Regions from separate parts of the Siniperca chuatsi genome. Here region 2 is linked to region 1. A link is a contact called in public Hi-C data. All regions are on one chromosome and are shown on one strand. Each heading gives the region's core, a stretch centred on a gene start, on an enhancer-like site or on the middle of the called end of the contact. The rest is flanking DNA. Distances are from core to core; before and after follow the strand shown.

Region 1 (5,588 bases), core at 1,125-3,624:
TAGTGCTTATTAGCTAATGTTAGCATGCTAACACTCTAAAATAAGATAGTGAATATGGCAAACATTATACCTGCTAAACATCAGCATGTTAGCATTTAGCTCAAAGCTCTGCTGTGCACAGCCTCACAGAGCAGCTAGCATGGCTGTAGACAGTTTAATTTTAATGGCGGCAATCTGGACCAATGTGAACATGAGGCTGTAGTTTGAACTGGTGAATGAAGCGACCTTGTCTAGGATTGTATTCCACAAAAGTCTTTACGTTTGTGATGTCATTGTGATTCCTCTGGTGTCAAGTGAAAGTTTAATTTTCCTGTTTTGAGTGTCACTTCTAATGACTTATTGTGTTATGTTCATGTGATGCTTCCAGTACTCTTGGCGAGCCATGCAGCAGATGACCCAGCGGCTGATCAAACGCCTATCTGCCCTCGGCCAGTACGAGGAGGCCGTTGCTGCGCTCAACGCCGTGGCGATGGAGCGGCCCGCTTCCCTGAAAAGCAAACAGGCCTCGGGTCAGCGAAGCGACGTAATGAGTGTGTGTGACGACCCCTTCATCCTCGCCCAGCAGCTCACACACATTGAACTGGTAAGAAGTTAAATGGGCTAAGATTTGGGACTCTTATTTGAAGTAATGTGTCATGCGTCTCCTGTGTAACCATCTGTTGTGAGATTTAGCGGCAGATCTGTAGTGTGTGTGTGTGTGTGTGTGTGTTCTCATGTGGTTACTACTTTACAGGTCTTTTTTACTCATCTAAATTTAGTGAATTTATTATTTTGGTGGTGTAAAGGCAGTGTTTTAAGAACACTCATTTATAGACTTAATGAAAACTGTTATTTTTTCAGTTTTATTGTTTTCCCATAAACCCCTTTGTGTGGTCTGTTTTGCTGCAGCGGTGCATATAGAAAGTTTATTAATAGTCTTTTTATATAAAGATAAATTACTTTCAGTTGTGTGCTGTTTTGTTCTGGCAGTCCTAATCTTTAAACCATTTTTTAGAGCAAATTTTTACTGACCTTTACTGATTTTAATGACTTTGTTTGTTTTTGTAATGACCCTTTATTAAAGTTACAGACCTCTGTCCACACAAATGAAATTTTTTCATTACCATCTCCAGTTTTTTGTTCTGAATCATCTCCTTTTTCCTGCTCTCGGTCTTCTACATCATCAACTTTCTTTTATTCATCTCCCTTTCTTCTTGATCATCTTCCTCTTATATATATTACAGTTATAGTCCTGATGGTTTCCTCTCCTTGTTCTCTGCCTTCAGGACAGACTGAGTTTTATCGGCCCTGAGGAGTTCATCCAGACATTCGCCATGAAGGATCCTCTGGAGAACCATAAGGTACAATTGAGTTTGAATGAACAAACGCCATGTTTTAGCTCTCCCTCCCGTTTTTTCCGGGGGGGGGGTTCAATGATCCCACTCACAACCCGGTGAAACATTAAACATAATCATGACCTCTCAACCATAAAACTTATTTCTCGGATTTTACTTGTTCCTCATTTCCTTTTTCCTTCTAGTATTTTATGTTGCTGATTAAAAGGATTTGTAAATGTTAAGCTTGTTAAGCTGTCTTTCTAGTACAAGATACAATGGGTAATTTCACAAAATCCTTCACATCAAACTAACTCATTCCAGTCAGAATTAACAGATTGATGGATCGAATAGCTACGGCTTGCTGCATATAGCTTTTTAAGAATACTCCAACATGACCGGTTTTTAATTATTAACATCAAAGGAACGATAAAAGCCCCAGATTGTAGTCATTTTAAGTCATCCTTTATTATTTTGATTTCAAGTGTCTTCATTTTGGGTCTGCTTTGCGTGTAATTTGTGGTCTGTTTCAGTTCAAGTTGATTTGCTTTAGAAGCTACATCAAAGATCCCACTGGCAGATAGATGGGAATTTGTGCAGTTTTTTTTTTTGAAAATGCATCAAACACAGTATGAAAGAGCCATTCTGCATGCGTCTATGTGTATCTGAAGGGCTCTTTCCCTCCTAAGTGGTCCTGTGAGTCAGCTGAAGGGTCATTTTCAATCAGCGCTGCTGAGAACAAGCTTTCAGCTGCTGTATGTGACTGCGTTGCATCTCAGCCCTCACCGGTGCTGCACCACTTATATAAGACCCACTTTGTATAAAAGAGCGGTTGAGTCAGCGTAAAGGGTCCTGAAGTGTAGAGGGGAAGTTTGGAGTGGAGTGGGCTGCCGGTGTTGTGTAAGCATTTAATAGAGCCATAAATCTCCGGGATTACATCATCACGGCCAAGTCAAGGTTATTTATACAGCGCTTTCATGATGTTTATTTATATAAAAGTTCCTCTGGCAAACAGGTTCACCGCTGACTGTCTCACAGAAAACCAAAAGCAGATTTAAATGAGATGGAAATAACAACAGACATGTCACACACACTCCACAGTGCAGGCCCACAGGTTGTGTGGGTGTGAGGGCTGTCAAGATCCATTTGCAAAGGAAATTACAGAGTAGCAGCAGTCTGTTTCCTTGTGTTTCTTTTTTATAAAATGATTTATTGGATACTCTTAAGAAAAGTATGATGTGGAATTTCATAGAGCTAATCAAAATTTGTCTTGTCAGGTTTTGTTATAGAAAGATACCACAAAAAAGGCAAAATGCCAAAAACAATAATCATAACAAAAAATATTAACTCAAGGTCCACTTACTAGCTTTTTATGGGGCTTTCATCTGCATCTCATAGTGGTTCTCAGAGGATGGAGTTAGCTCAGTATTTGTTGTGTATCAATACTTTTCTCAGTATGCAAACTCCATCTGATGAGAAAAACCATGTGATGCAGTTGAAAGCTCCAGAAAAATCTAGTAAGTGTACATTGAGTCATTTTTTTCCATTTATTACACAGATGAATATATTCAAAGATAAAAAAGACTCATTGTATTACACATTCAGTGTAATACAATGAAATACTGACAGAAACGGGATATAGAAATACTGATAAAAACACTACCAAAATGTATCCTTTTCATTCTGTGAACTTGCATGTGTGTTGACTTTGTCATCTCCCTTCTTTTTGTTTTTTAGGGTTTCTTCCGGAAGCGCAAAACCAGTAACCTGGAGGCCTACGTCAACTGGTTCAACAGACTGAGTTTCCTGGTGGCCACTGAGATCTGTATGGTATGTTGTACTTAAAGTGCAGAAATCTCTAAGTCTGTCCCTGTTTTACACACACCAGAGCTCTTGTTCAATTGGCAGGTCCATGCTTCATTGTGAAACACGCAGCTCCAGTCGGCCCTTATGTGTTTGATATAAATCATTTTGGACTAAGGAACAGCTTCACAATGCTTAACAAAACTTAATAAAACAAAACATCCATCAAAAACTTCTCCTGCAACATAAACAATATATTCTACTTTTGTGCTCATTATGCCTCGAAAACATGTATTTATGAAAATAATTAAGGTTAAAATTGTACATATATTAAATGGCCAGCAATTGAGGAGTCTTTGATTTACTTCCTGTTGTTTTCTCTCATTACAGCCAGTGAAGAAGAAACACCGAGCACGAATCATAGAGTTCTTCATAGATGTGGCTCAGGAATGTTTCAATATTGGCAACTTCAACTCCCTCATGGCCATCATCAGTGAGTATTGGACATAAAAACACACAGAAACTCACTTTTCATTTGCAGACAATTAAAAGCAGCCTCCACACTGAATGATTTCTGGGGAATGAAGTGCAGAATCACCAGGGTGCTTAAACCTGTGTCAGTACACATTAAGAAAGCAGAAATCCTGCAGCATCTCAGAAATGATTTAAATGGCTTCCACTTAAATCAGTAATCAGCATTATTCTTGATTTCACAACCCACTTTGTCACAGCTTGTGTTTGAAGTAGGGGACACTACAGTTAAATTGTAGTTCCCACCATTTCTTTGTCCAATAGCCAATAATCAAATTCAATAATGTCAACAGATACAGTGCCAGCTGGAGTTGAGGCTAATGCTAAACAGTTCAAGGAAGTACAAACAGAGTTAGTGGAGGCTCGAAGCAGTCCAGCCTGCTCTTTTTCTTAGGTCTGTCTCTGTAAATACTCATACTTTGTCTGTCTTTAGCTGGGATGAACATGAGTCCTGTTGCCAGACTGAAGAAAACCTGGAGTAAAGTCAACACTGACAAGTTTGAAATCCTGGAGGTGAGAAAACCTGCATACACCAGTGATTCAGTGGATTGAAGATTTTATGTTGTAATTACATTAATTTTTTTAATTTAAAGTTTTCTATTAAAATGCATGCATATGTGTTTGTGTTTGATCAATGTCTGCTCTGTCTGACCTCACTCAGCACCAGATGGACCCCTCCAGTAACTTCAGCAACTACCGCACTGCGCTCCGTGGCGCCACCCAGAGGTCTGAGACTGCACACAGCAGCCAGGAGAAGGTAAGAGAGCACACGGGGTTCTTCTAGAAAAAATGAAAACCTAATGCCCCAAATGCAAAATGTCAATATAAACTTGCTGTCTCCTCTTTCCTCCAGATTGTGATTCCTTTCTTCAGTCTCCTCATTAAAGACATCTACTTCCTGAATGAAGGCTGTGCCAGCAGGCTGTCCAACGGACACATCAACTTTGAAGTCAGTCCACAATTAAAATTACACGTATTATTATATCAACAGTATTATAAGCTCATTTAAACACAGTAAGATTTGATCATCCACTGTGAAATTATGTAACTGCTACTCAGTAATAGGTTTGGCTTTGAGAAGAGACTTTCAAATATGATGTAATGACGCCCCTCTTGTGGCATAAAAGAGCATTACATTTTTCCATCAGTGCTTTTCCATTCAGATGACATTAAGAAACTGTTTTATTGAGACATTCTTCTCTTTGTGCTTTATGATCTTAATGATTTTTGTGTATTTCCTGGATCTGCAAGAGCCAAGCAGATGCATTTTCTTGTTGTTGTGTCAGTGTTAATAAAGTCTGTTGTCACTGTGTCCCAACAGAAACTGTGGGAGCTTGCAAAGCAGGTGAGCGAGTTCCTGGTTTGGCGTCAGGTGGTTTGTCCATTTGACAGAGACCGCCGGATCCTCCAGTACCTCGTCACCACGCCTGTCTTCAGTGAAGACGGTTAGTATGCGGTCTTCTCTGCGTTTATCCAATCGTATATAAATCGCCTATTCTGGCAGTTTGCCACCATGGCAGAACAAATTAAACTCGGGCTTTGTCTTGCTTTATCGTCGCAGAGCTGCATCTGGCCTCGTATGAGAGCGAAGGACCTGAGAACAATATGGAGAAAGACAGTCGTAGGTCTCTTAGGTGGGTGTACACACACATGTGCACACACTCCAAAACAATCAAACCTCCTCAACCAACCATAATCAACATATAATAAATTAGTTAACTTAATAACGCTGATTATCTATGTTCTGTTTTACAGATCTTCCCTTCTGCATCGAGAGAATCGGTCTTAAGAGAATGACATTCCTCTCTGCTCTAAAGACTGTAAATGAACTAGGTGTTTTAAAGCTACAGGTTCCTCCATATTATCTTATAGACACATTTTTACATCCCCATGGCCAAATTTTAAGCCTAGGACAAATACTGATCTACAGGAGGACAAACG
Region 2 (5,588 bases), core at 2,027-4,526, 33 kb before region 1:
ATGAGGTCAGTCATAAAACAGTCATAAAAAGGCAAACTGGAGATTTGTTCCATGCTGGCATACTTTGTTTTTTTTTTATTTCTTTTTCAGTTATATCTATATACAAAAATATCTACTGACACCCACAATGAAATAAACATTTGATGACCAAAGGCTTTCTCCCAGCAAAGATTATTCCATTAATCTGTATTGACTGGCTCGTCAATGTGGTGTCTACTCTGCACTTTACACCTGCTATCCGAATTCAATTAATGACAACTAATGCATTCCGGAGTGGGTCATCCTGAAATGTTCTGATGCTAATTAGACTTCACTGTTGACCCAAATGACGCGGATTGGACAATTAGTTGTGCACACATTTCTCAATGGCAGAGCTGCTCTGAACGTACAAATAACATCATTGGTGTAAAGCAATTAGCAATTTTTTTAAGAAGCTGTTTTTCACTGCAAACTCAAATTGAGAACCCATGGTTCAAATGGAAATAAAAAGGTGTAAATAACAACTATTTAATTCATTCAAGACCATGGCTGTACCCGCATGCCAGATATCAACTACACTGCTATATGGCTAGTTTGAACTTGGCTCTAGGCTGTAATTAGGCAATGCTGACATGCTGAAGTTTATCAAGTATAATGTTTATCATGGTCACCATCTTAGTTTAGCACGTTAGCATGCTAACATTTTAATTAGCACTAAACACAAAGTACAGCTGAGACTGATGATGAATGTCATTAATTTTGCAGGTATTAGCTCATAAACCAAAGTATTGGCCAACATTTTGACCTGATGTTGGCGCTAGATGAAATGTTAAGGGATCATCTAAGTTCTTATAATTAACCTAATCCTGAGGGAAACACGAATGTCTGTACCAAATGTCATGGCACAAAAACCCCAAATGTCAACCTCATGGTGGTGTTAAAGGAAAAGTCAGGGGGTCTCCAAAATCATTAGGCTAGATTGCAATTATTGTGGCTAAAAATGCATGACGCAATCCCACTGCATTTCATTTCATTTGAGAAGCTTTTGTCTAAAGGCCCACACAAATGGGGTACAATTGATCAACACTTTTCCATTCTAGGGTTTTATAATTATGTCTATATGTATTACAGTGTACTTGTATTTGGTACTGAGGCCAGTGTACCCACCACTCACATCTGTGAATAAAAAAAGAAGCTGTCTTGATTTTAATCAATTTGACCTACAAAGCAGCTGTATTGGAGCACTTAGTCAAAATGACTGTCACTGCCACGGAATTTGTGGAAACCGTAACACACAGCAAATAGAGGTCAGAGAGATGTGTGTGTGTGTGTGTGTGTGTATGTGTGGTTGGGAACAGCAACAAGCTCTCTAAACAGTACAGCAGTATGGAATGACAGTGAAACTGAACTTAAAGAAATTATTAAAGCGCATTTAAATGATTCAAATGAAAGGCCAGATCCAAAAAATTAAAGAAATAGTTTTATACATCAGACTCTCTCTGTCTCAATAAAAAGAATTGGCATGAAGGGGGAAAAAAAACGAAGCAGAGACATTTTATGAATAAATTACTCACAAAAGCTGCTGTGTACAACTCTACAGTGTAATTACATGAAATCCAATAATTTATGTTCCCACATCACACACATAAAAGTCAGTCAGCAACTCAAGCTACAATTTTACATGTAGGAAATCATAACCATTTAACATTTAACATAGTGGTCAGTTTCTAAATATTGTTGCTAATTAATTTGTCAAATTATTCAGGAACTAAGGAACGGTTTCAGTTGACTGAATTTTGGTGAAACTATTTTGGGTAAGCTTTTTTGGTTAAAAAAAAATGTGTGTTAAACATGTCAAACATCTAATCTGAACAGATTTTCCTTTTTGTACAAATTTGCTTTTAAAAACATATAGAAAACAATGTTAAAATAATCATCCTTTACATACATTCTTCTGCATTCCATATTTTTGTCCTTTTGTTCTTTTCATTTTATGCCTGCATTGGTGTCATTTATCGTAATTGCTTATTACTTTATTGCCTTTAAATCCCTTCGCAACTCTGGTTGGGAAATGCACTGCCTGCAATAAATGATCAAGGCTGTTATTATGTGTTATAAGACTATTCCCAGTGAGAAGTACTCAGTCAGCAGGGTGGCCCAGCATGCCGCTCTGCATAAAGCCTATAGGCCTGCTGTCAGTATAACCCATGTCTGTCCATCTATCTCTAATCTGCCTCTATAATACCAGTGAACATTGGATTATTAGTAATCTTCCTACAGTCACAGACATACCTCGAATATGAATGCAGGTCTTTAATGCGCTGTCATGAGAAGGTATAAGTACAGAGATATGTACAATCAGCAATGCTGATATGCTGTTATTCCTGCACCTTTGTTACGAAATGTTGATGTTCCAGTGGCAATTATTTAGATTTGATCAGAAGTGTTGATTGAGAAGTAGTCCACTGACAAAACTGATAAAGCTCTGAGGCGGCTTTTCAAAAGTAAGTGAAGTATTAAATGAACTCTGATGTGTGTGGATTCAGAAACACTGATTAAATGTTCATTTTTACATTAAATACTGATTTTGCTGTGTGCAATGAAATGTTTTTAGGGAAGAGCAAGGAACAACTTGTTATGATGGCAGTGTTTAGTTACATCACTAGAGGAAAATCTTAGAAACCTAATTTTAGGAGGACATTTGGTGAGCAGTGTGACATCAGATCAAGTAAATAATCCAGTATACAGCAGCATATTGCCATATTAGACTGGATTAAACAAGCTGCCTTTATAAACTGCCAACTGTCACAGATGCATTTTAACTTAATCAAAGGTTGTACAAACAACAATACTACAACCACAGCTTGTGTGTGAATGTTAAAGGTTAGCTTTAATAAATTTGCATTAGCAACCATTAAAAACTACATTTTTACATGCTTCTATAAGGGAAATCTTTTTACAGCATTACCAGTTCTATTATAGCAACGCAACAAATCATTCAACTGTAAAGTTGAATAATTGTTCACACAGTTAGGAGGAAAGGTGGTTTTCTCTCCTCTGCAGTGCCTTACCTCCATAAACTTGTCCTGTGGCAATCAGCAGGAGCAGAAACAGATTGGTCACAAAACTCCCCATTGTTAGTTAGGCCCTTAAAATCTAACTTGCATTTAGTTAAGAGCAACCTCTGGCTGCTTGATTGTGCTGTCCATTGTCTTTACTGTACATCACTGGCTCTGCATGTCATTTCCACTGCTGGCAACTTCCCTAACACTAACAGCTTCTACTTGCTTTGCTGGCTTTGGCTTACAGCCTTTAAAAAAAATGTACCTGTGCTTGTGAGCAGAGCGCAGCAAGGTGGAGCTCCACCCTCTGATCCTCCCCTTGGCTGTTGTAGTGCATAGTACCAAACATGAACACAAGGGGGAGGTGTCATAACACATACAGAGACAGAGAAGGAGAGAAAAAAAGAAATGGGCTGAAGCGCTTTATATAAAGTACAGCAGATTGTGCGTTTCTGTTCATGTGAAACTGAGACTGGATCTCAAGTTAAACAATTGAAAATACAGACAAGACTTATTTTGAAAAAAGTATGGTAGTGAATTGAACCCATCCTTAGTTTAACCCATGGCAACCTTTCTTACTTTGTCTTGTGGTGTGAAAAATTCAGCTGCTGTCACACATCAAAATGAGCAGCATTGACCCAAGGCCATTGTTCAGTATGTTACCATTTTCTGCTACAAATCTATCATGATGAATGCTTATTTGCTTGTAGCCAGATTATGTGAGGTAGTCAAGTACAAATACTAAAGTTTATTTTATTTTATTTTTTGAACAAGGAATGTTTCGATTACATGTTATGTGACTTGGACCACTTGTTCACAGGGAAAGAAAGCATTTTTTTGGTGTCTACTCTGAGAAACTTATAGTTTCACAGCTCAAAAGGCCAATGTGGCCTCCTGGCCCCAACAGCACTACCTGCAAACCAACTGCTCTGCAATTTACTGATTATGAATGATAAGTATATTTTTTAGTATTAGTAAGGTTTATCACAGATCATCCTCTATGAGGGGAAAGGGGTTCAAAGCAAATATACAGAAAATCCTCCTGAGAAGGTCATAAGACATTCACTTAATTATGATGTTGGCCAATAGTGAGTAAAACTGCCCTCTGGACCAATAAATACATAAAAATGTATAAATAAATCTGACGTAGCTTTGTGATATACTGGTGACCTGTCCAGGGTGTACCCCACTTCTCACTCAATGTAAACTGAAAAAGGATATGAGGGTATAGATAGTGGATGTAAATCTGTGATGTTGCATTGGACTCCACACCCCCAATGTACAAGGCAGCGTTACATTCTCTGAATCTGACATATAAACAAAAAAATCAACTCTTTGCAGTGTGCAGACTTTGGAGATATATGTAATTTGCAAAGAGATCTGAAGCATGCGTCTGAGAGTACTAGTGGTAGTAGTAACAGTATTTTACAATGTTGAACTAAGCAAGTCTACATCCTCCCTACGATTCTGACGTATCCCCTCGCCAAAGTGTGACATTTTCATATTCAACACTTGTAGAATTTGTTGTAAAAAAAGTACCCCCTGAAAAAGCTACTGAGTTACAGTAACAACAGTGTCAAAGTAATTACTATTTACTTTCCACCCCTGATGCCAGGGGCGCCCACTGAATTGAAATGAATTGACCTGCAGAGAGGGATAGAAGAGAGAGAAAATGAGAGACAGAGGAAGAGAAAAACAGAGAAAGAAAACATAGATATGAAGAATGGGAAGGAACAAAGTGTGCAAAATTGCTAAAACAGAGAAGAGAGAGGAGAGAGGAAGTAAAAGGGAACGAGAGGTTACAGGAGGGAAATGTCCGGTGGCTGACTGAGGTAAAGTGGAAGTTTGGGTGTGATTGTTCAAACTGCAGGACACACTCCCTAGTCTGTATCCTGAACCCCTCCCACCTCTACACACACACACACACACACAAACACACACATACACTGAAATGTGCTTGAGAGAGTTTGGTCCATTAAACTGTTGAAAGAACACATAAGGTCTTTTATTCAGCTGCTGATATAAACGCTGCTTGGCTCGCACATGAGAGGAGTGCTGGGTTTAGCTATAGTTCCCAGGGTGTTGAATAATAGACTCCGCAGCCCAGTTTCTCAAACGAAAAGGTCACACCCAAAATGGGTCACAGTTCAGCTGGTGACGGGTCCTCTCATGACGAGAGTGGTGGTGTGTTTTAATGAGCCTGGATCCCAGGCTGAGAGGATTACCGTCTTGTCTTTTGGGCTGGAAAAGTCTTTTATGAGTTTTTCTTCAAGCTAGACAAGCAGACAAGTGAATGTTTAAATCGAGTTCTAATTTCTACATTTCACAGGAATGAATCTTTTCTGTGCATCAGGACCCATTTGCAGAGGAATTTCTGATGCTGAAGGCAAATAATTTTTCTTCTCTACTAATATAAACAAATGAATCACATATACATACAAGACTGTGGGTAAGAGGTATTGCTAAACAACCCAATAAACTCCAGCAGATATTTTATTAGCATTCTGTGCTATTTGGGAACTACACAAGTGATGAAGGTCACAGTCT

The links. A called contact is a pair of places that touch in the nucleus more often than the background predicts.
Region 2: a Hi-C map of liver shows a contact between it and region 1, with 5 times the contacts expected there. The contact joins the promoter of LOC122865711 here to the enhancer-like site in region 1. A contact is called at or near these places in 3 of 3 Hi-C or Micro-C datasets (liver, skeletal muscle and an unstated tissue).

The regions. Positions count from the first base shown.
Region 1 is chrLG18:17,282,892-17,288,479 of ASM2008510v1, reverse strand. LOC122865539 (ras-GEF domain-containing family member 1B-B-like) reads left to right here. Exons shown (of 14, transcript XM_044174115.1): 5 at 368-583; 6 at 1,266-1,340; 7 at 3,051-3,143; 8 at 3,507-3,609; 9 at 4,081-4,160; 10 at 4,309-4,404; 11 at 4,501-4,596; 12 at 4,969-5,092; 13 at 5,209-5,281; 14 at 5,403-5,588. The coding sequence ends at 5,436. Among protein-coding and RNA genes, the nearest start is that of LOC122865539, 13 kb to the left of the region's middle. Within about 2 kb of position 2,374, the one cell type or tissue checked has an H3K27ac peak away from gene starts, as active enhancers do. A contact at or near this core is called in liver, where this site is marked.
Region 2 is chrLG18:17,316,946-17,322,533 of ASM2008510v1, reverse strand. LOC122865711 (chondroitin sulfate proteoglycan 4-like) reads right to left here and starts at 3,276. Exons shown (of 22, transcript XM_044174526.1): 1 at 3,051-3,276. The coding sequence starts at 3,114.